Linked DNA regions of Pan troglodytes: region 1 is linked to region 2. The links are chromatin contacts, called in public capture Hi-C maps. All regions are on one chromosome and are shown on one strand. Each heading gives the region's core, a stretch centred on a gene start, on an enhancer-like site or on the middle of the called end of the contact. The rest is flanking DNA. Distances are from core to core; before and after follow the strand shown. Region 1 overlaps PCLO (piccolo presynaptic cytomatrix protein). Region 2 has its middle 300 kb from the start of CACNA2D1.

Region 1 (3,116 bases), core at 424-2,923, 410 kb before region 2:
TTTAATTTAAACCTATATTTAGTTAAGTTTTAAGGCCAGATTCTATTAAGTGCAAAGGTAAATTACTTTTATTATAAGTATTTTCTAATTATATATTTTAATTTTTATCACTCAGCAAGTTTTTTTTTCTTCACTTGCTTGTTGAAAATCTCTACCCATTTAAAGAAAGAAGAAAAAGCATTAAAAGTTTTATGATCACTTAAAGGATGCTACAAAAATGGGTTCTAGTTATATTTATACATTCATAATTTTGAAGATATAAGCAATAGGTTTTTTGTATTACTTTGATTTGAAATAATTTCCATTATTTTCACTTGATTTTTTTTTTTTTTTTTTTTTTTTTACTCTTCTAGGAAACAAGAGTTGGATAGTAGTCATCCTCCAAAGCAATCAGGAAGACCCCCGGACCCTGGGCGTCCAGCTCAACCTGGTCTCAGTAAAAGTAGAACTACAGACACTTTCAGGTCAGAGCAGAAATTGCCTGGGAGGAGTCCTTCCACTATTAGCTTGAAAGAATCAAAGTCCAGAACTGATTTAAAGGAAGAGCACAAGTCTAGTATGATGCCTGGCTTCCTCTCAGAGGTTAACCCTTTAAGTGCTGTTTCCTCTGTTGTAAATAAATTCAACCCTTTTGATTTGATATCAGACTCTGAGGCATCCCAGGAAGAAACCACCAAGAAACAAAAAGTGGTTCAGAAGGAGCAAGGAAAACCTGAAGGAATCATAAAACCTCCTTTACAACAACAGCCACCCAAGCCGGTTCCTAAGCAGCAAAGACCTGGTAGGGATCCACTTCAGCAGGATGGCACTCCCAAATCAATATCTTCTCAACAACCAGAAAAAATTAAATCGCAACCTCCAGGTACAGGAAAGCCAATTCAGGGTCCTGCCCAGACTCCTCAGACAGACCATGCAAAATTGCCACTTCAACGAGATGCATCCAGGCCTCAGACTAAACAGGCAGACATAGTAAGGGGAGAATCAGTTAAACCCTCACTGCAAAGCCCATCCAAACCACCTATTCAGCAACCAACTCCTGGAAAACCTCCAGCACAGCAGCCTGGACATGAAAAATCACAGCCTGGTCCTGCAAAGCCCCCAGCTCAGCCCTCAGGGCTAACAAAGCCACTGGCTCAACAACCAGGGACAGTGAAACCCCCAGTCCAGCCACCAGGGACAACAAAGCCTCCAGCTCAGCCTCTTGGTCCTGCTAAGCCTCCAGCTCAGCAGACTGGGTCAGAGAAGCCTTCATCGGAGCAGCCTGGGCCAAAGGCTCTAGCTCAGCCTCCTGGAGTTGGAAAGACTCCAGCTCAACAGCCAGGGCCAGCAAAGCCTCCAACCCAGCAGGTGGGGACACCAAAACCCCTAGCTCAACAACCTGGGCTACAGTCTCCAGCTAAGGCACCTGGGCCTACAAAGACTCCAGTTCAGCAGCCTGGGCCAGGAAAGATTCCAGCTCAACAGGCAGGACCCGGAAAGACTTCTGCCCAGCAGACTGGCCCAACAAAGCCTCCTTCACAACTGCCTGGCCCAGCAAAGCTCCCACCTCAACAGCCTGGCCCAGCAAAGCCCCCACCTCAACAGCCTGGCTCAGCAAAGCCCCCACCTCAACAGCCTGGCTCAGCAAAGCCCCCACCTCAACAGCCTGGCTCAGCAAAGCCCCCACCTCAACAGCCTGGCTCAGCAAAACCCCCATCTCAACAGCCTGGCTCAGCAAAACCCTCAGCTCAACAGCCTAGCCCAGCAAAGCCCTCGGCTCAGCAATCTACAAAACCAGTAAGCCAAACAGGATCTGGAAAACCTCTGCAGCCACCAACAGTGTCTCCATCTGCAAAACAGCCTCCTTCACAAGACCTCCCTAAAACCATCTGTCCTCTTTGCAATACCACTGAACTTCTGTTGCATGTTCCAGAAAAGGCCAATTTTAACACATGCACTGAGTGTCAAACCACTGTCTGTAGTCTCTGTGGTTTTAATCCCAATCCTCATTTAACGGAGGTAAGTGCATTTATTCACTGAGTCCATACTCTTCAGCCATATCATCATCTTATACAAATGATGCTTAACTAAACACATATATGACATGATGGCATTGTCTTTCTCTGGATTCTCCCCTCCTTCGTTCGTTTTGTTTTCTGCCAGTTGTAATTTTTTTTTAACATTTCCCTGACCAGAAGCCTCAAACATTGCCACAATTTCTGAAAATTTGACATATAAGACAAATATAAATTGATTGAAAGATGCTGGGCATCTACTCATTTCACTCTGTATTTAAGACCCACACTGTTATTTAGCATACAATGATATTGCTTTAACTTTTACATTGGTGTTCCTACCTATCAAAATTTTGGTATTCGTAAATGTTATTTATATTTGTGTTAGAAAAAAACGTGGACAGTGTTTTCAAATTCTGAATACAATTTTAACTTAAAACTGAATAGAGTTTTTTAATCTCCACATCCCTTTTCCCTGCTAGTAATTCTGATATATCAAATGAGGGCATGTTGAGAGTCCTTAATAACAGTATTAAATCATTTCACAAAATGAAGAAGTTGTTAGAGCAGGTTCAGAATGTATGGGTGACTTCTCAGATGACAGTTTATATCGCCTAGGCTTGAATCTGGGTAGCCTTATGTTTCCAAGGGTTAGCTGGGTAATACTTCCTGACTCATCAAATTATAAAAAGGTTAATTGTGATATAGATGAGTACAAGTTTGTTTACTCAGATTGAGGATAGAAGAGTAGTTCTCAGCAAGTTAACTGACTTTATTAATATTAGTTCAGCATGAAAAGGCCTGGAAAAATGTAGCATTTTAATAGGTAGAGATTCAGAGTTTTTTTTTTTTTTTTAGGGGAAGAGACAAGAAGATACAAAGCATTTTTAAAAACTCAGAAATTCTCTGGCATTAAGAAATAAAACAGTGAAGATGGTATAAAGAAATGGGCAGTGAGGTTGGAGATAGGTTAGAGTCAGACTTTGGCTTTCCACATTTAGTAGGTAGTGATCAGCATATAAATAGAGAAGAGGTTTAGGCTCTAAGAGAATATGAGGGATTCCTTTTTTTAAGAGATCTAATAGCCTCTACTTAATGAGAAGGCACAGAAATCATTTAGCC
Region 2 (3,213 bases), core at 371-2,870:
GATACATAAATTTGACCTTTACTTTGCAGGGGATACCTCAAATGCCCCTGATCACTGGACCCCTAAAAAACCTGACTGAAATTGCAGTTTTCAGAAATGTGTCTTTGCAAGGCTTCCAAAATACTAGCCACTGTTTCTTGAACTGTCAAAATCAGCATAGTGTCATCAATAAAATAAATAAATAAATCATAATAAATCAACAAATCAATGTAATAGCCTATGAAGTGTCCAGATGGTTGAGATCAATTTTAAATATATTATGACAAAGGGTTGAAAGAGTTAATATAGTCCTAGGGTAAAACTGTAAGTCAATATTGCTGTCCATTCCACATATATGAAAATTTCCGTGATTTTTTCTGATCAGAATTTTTTTAAATTATGCATTTGCAAAATCCACATCTGCATACTACATTACCTGAAGCCTTAATATCGGCTCTAGCAATAATACCATCCATGGTATAGTAGCTACAACAAGAACTATTACTTGGCTGAGCTTACAGTATCTATAGTCTATATTTATTCTCCAGGATCCATTTATTTTACCCATGGAGAAGAATGGTAAGTTAAACAGAGATATGCTAGGGCCATACATCCCTGCAACCTTTAGCTCTTGAATGGCATGTTTATTCTACCTTTCCTCCCTGTCCCCCAGAGATACACTGATTTACTATCTTGGTACAGGTAGGAGGGAGGAATAATTTCAGAGGTTTCCACTTGGTCTTTCCAAGAAGTCCAAAGACCAAACATGGGGAATATGCCAAATGCCAGGTAAAATACCAATTGCATATTGAAGACCAGGAAATGACCACCAGATATGTCTGTGAACACAGTGAATCCACTCTAGGCCAGGCTTTAGCAGACTCCACTTATTACATGGCTCCTGTAAATCTCCACCCTAACTAGAGTGCCATGATGATTCACTGAGTCACCAGGTATCAACGTCAACTCAGAAATCTGTTCAACATTCCTCTGAGTACTTCTTTTTTCCTAGTAAATGGTCACATGAGTAAATAACTAGAAGTCCCTTTGAGAAAAGACTTGGGGAATCATTACAGTATATACATGCTTTGTATTGGAGACTTGTTCCTTTATGGGCACATGGTCATCCCTTTAGTAAATGAATCCTGAAACTCAAAATTAATTTAGGCGTGAGAACTAGGCAAAGCATTGTAACTTTATTTGTGGCAACTGGCCTCAGCCTCCCGCTTCTTCATTCTAGCTTATTTCTGATTGCAGATGTCAAGCAGCTCACTCATTAGCTACCCATCTATTTTGCCCCTAGTGATGCCATATTGTATTAACAACCTCCATAACTCCCTGAAGGTCAAGCCCCCTTGACTACTCCAATCTTGTGTGTCCCCTGCTTTTGTCTGTTAAGCCCTGCCACTTAGCCTCGATTATTCAGGGTCTCATCATGCTTATGAATACTAATCAGACCTGTTCTGGGAGCCCCTCTCCATCCAACTGCCCGTCATTCTGAGATGAGCTGCCACTGAACTTATGGATGCTGCTGCCCTCACCAATTGATTCCTGTTGGCTGAAGGACTCCCTGTGACCTCCCATGAAGCATAACATTTAATGGGGCTTCTGGCCCTACATGCCATGCATTCCATCAGGCCCACATTCCTGAGCCTTTTGCTTCTGCCAGGCAACCCAGACATTTCCCCTTTGCTCGGCCAGGGCCATCACTTATTCCTGGCTTTTAAGAGCCACTCTTAGCAGAAAGTTTGTTCTGTATTCTGGGGTCCTTACCAGGGTATAAAATCAAATGTCTCAAAAAAAGTACTGCCAAGTCCATTGTTCTTATTCAGTCTTTCACTCTGGCTTCCGTGATCAAGCACCCTCAAACCTAACCCCAGGGGTGATCCCTTGGCTACTGTTTGTACATTGTAGCATATACCTGAAACTCCTTCAGTTTATAAACTCATTTCTCCCTTATCAGCCCAGCATGTCTCCAGTTAGATTGTGCTAGAATTCAGTCACAGTTTTCAGCTTTATAATCAGGATAGGCAGGAGGGGCAACTCTTGAGAAGGTCACCTGTCGTCTTGCAAAGGAGAGGCTGCTCTGTAACTTTTTCCTGTGGGGGAGCAGTACTAGCTCTTACTAGGGAGGAACAGCCTTCTCCCTTCTGCAAATTCTGAGGGTCAGAGGGGTCTGAAAAGCCACAATTCTCAGGGATATGGTCAAAGTAAAAATTGCACTGGAAGGCAAAGAAGACTTTATTCAAAGCTGCTAAAACAAAAGAGAGAGGTCGTCTGAAGTCAACTGTATTGAAACAAAGGGAAGGAGGAATTTTCAGAACTGGGATGATCTACTGGAAAAGTGCTGGAGGACATGGGGTGGGGGTTGGGCGGTTGATCAGTGGGATGTGCTAATCCTGAGTTTGCAAATGTTTTTTCTCAATTATTAGGCCATCCATGTTTGCTAATTGGTGCCCATAAAAGTTAGGCTCCCATTCGCACACAGAAACTGAAAGATAGGTGCACTATCTTTCCTCGAAATTACATGTCAAAAGAGTGGCTTCTAAGTCCTCAAGAAAGACTTTCCTGGATTATGAGAGGACCTCAGGGGTTTTAAAGCCATCCCGGTCATCGTTGACTCAGGTGTTCCAATTCTATCTGGTAGGGTTCCAGAGATCCTAACCACAGCCCTAACCTTAAGGGAAACCTGTACTGTCTTTGCTGAACATTAAAATGTCTCTGGAGCCTCTGTAGTTCTCACTATGAAATCCCGGGTCTGCTTCTCAGCAACTATCAGCTCTTCCATTGCAGGAAGTAAGGGCTTCTTCCTAAACTACCATAAAGGGCCTCTGGCTATCACAGCTAACTTTACGAATTTGTCAACTTCCTTATCATTTATCATTATACCTCTATAAAGCAACACTTCAACTTAGTAGTAAATAGTCAGTTCTGCTGTCCTTACAGGCATTGTTCACTCTGTGTCTTTCAAATGCCTTGATCCTCACATAAAGGACATTCCTCTCCCTGGGGACTTTTCCTAAGTCATCACTCCTGAAATCAGCAGCAATTGGGCTGCCACCTTATTCAGAAATTATCTATGCTTTGCATTTCAGACGATGTATTTCCTTTTTAAGTGTTAAATATTCTTTATTTGATATTACACATACACCACACTAAAATGCCTTTCAATAAGTACAAGAAACTTTTTTTTTTTTCCTGACAGAGTCTTGTTCTGTTGCCCAGGCTGGAGGT

The links. Capture Hi-C pulls out chosen DNA fragments and counts their contacts.
Region 1: a contact with region 2 is called in a capture Hi-C map of stem cell-derived neural stem cells, with 4 times the contacts expected there. The contact joins two enhancer-like sites. A contact is called at or near these places in 1 of 1 datasets of contacts at active chromatin or transcription factors (stem cell-derived excitatory neurons) and 1 of 1 other capture datasets (stem cell-derived neural stem cells).

Annotation. Positions count from the first base shown.
Region 1 is chr6:92,508,423-92,511,538 of NHGRI_mPanTro3-v2.0_pri, reverse strand. It overlaps PCLO (piccolo presynaptic cytomatrix protein), which reads left to right. Exons shown (of 25, transcript XM_001160384.8): 2 at 354-1,998. Among named protein-coding and RNA genes, the nearest start is that of PCLO, 7.7 kb to the left of the region's middle. Within about 2 kb of position 1,673, at least 1 of the 24 cell types and tissues checked has an H3K27ac peak or open chromatin away from gene starts, as enhancers often do. A contact at or near this core is called in stem cell-derived neural stem cells, where this site is marked.
Region 2 is chr6:92,094,873-92,098,085 of NHGRI_mPanTro3-v2.0_pri, reverse strand. No RefSeq gene overlaps it. Among named protein-coding and RNA genes, the nearest start is that of CACNA2D1, 300 kb to the right of the region's middle. Within about 2 kb of position 1,620, at least 1 of the 24 cell types and tissues checked has an H3K27ac peak or open chromatin away from gene starts, as enhancers often do. A contact at or near this core is called in stem cell-derived neural stem cells, where this site is marked.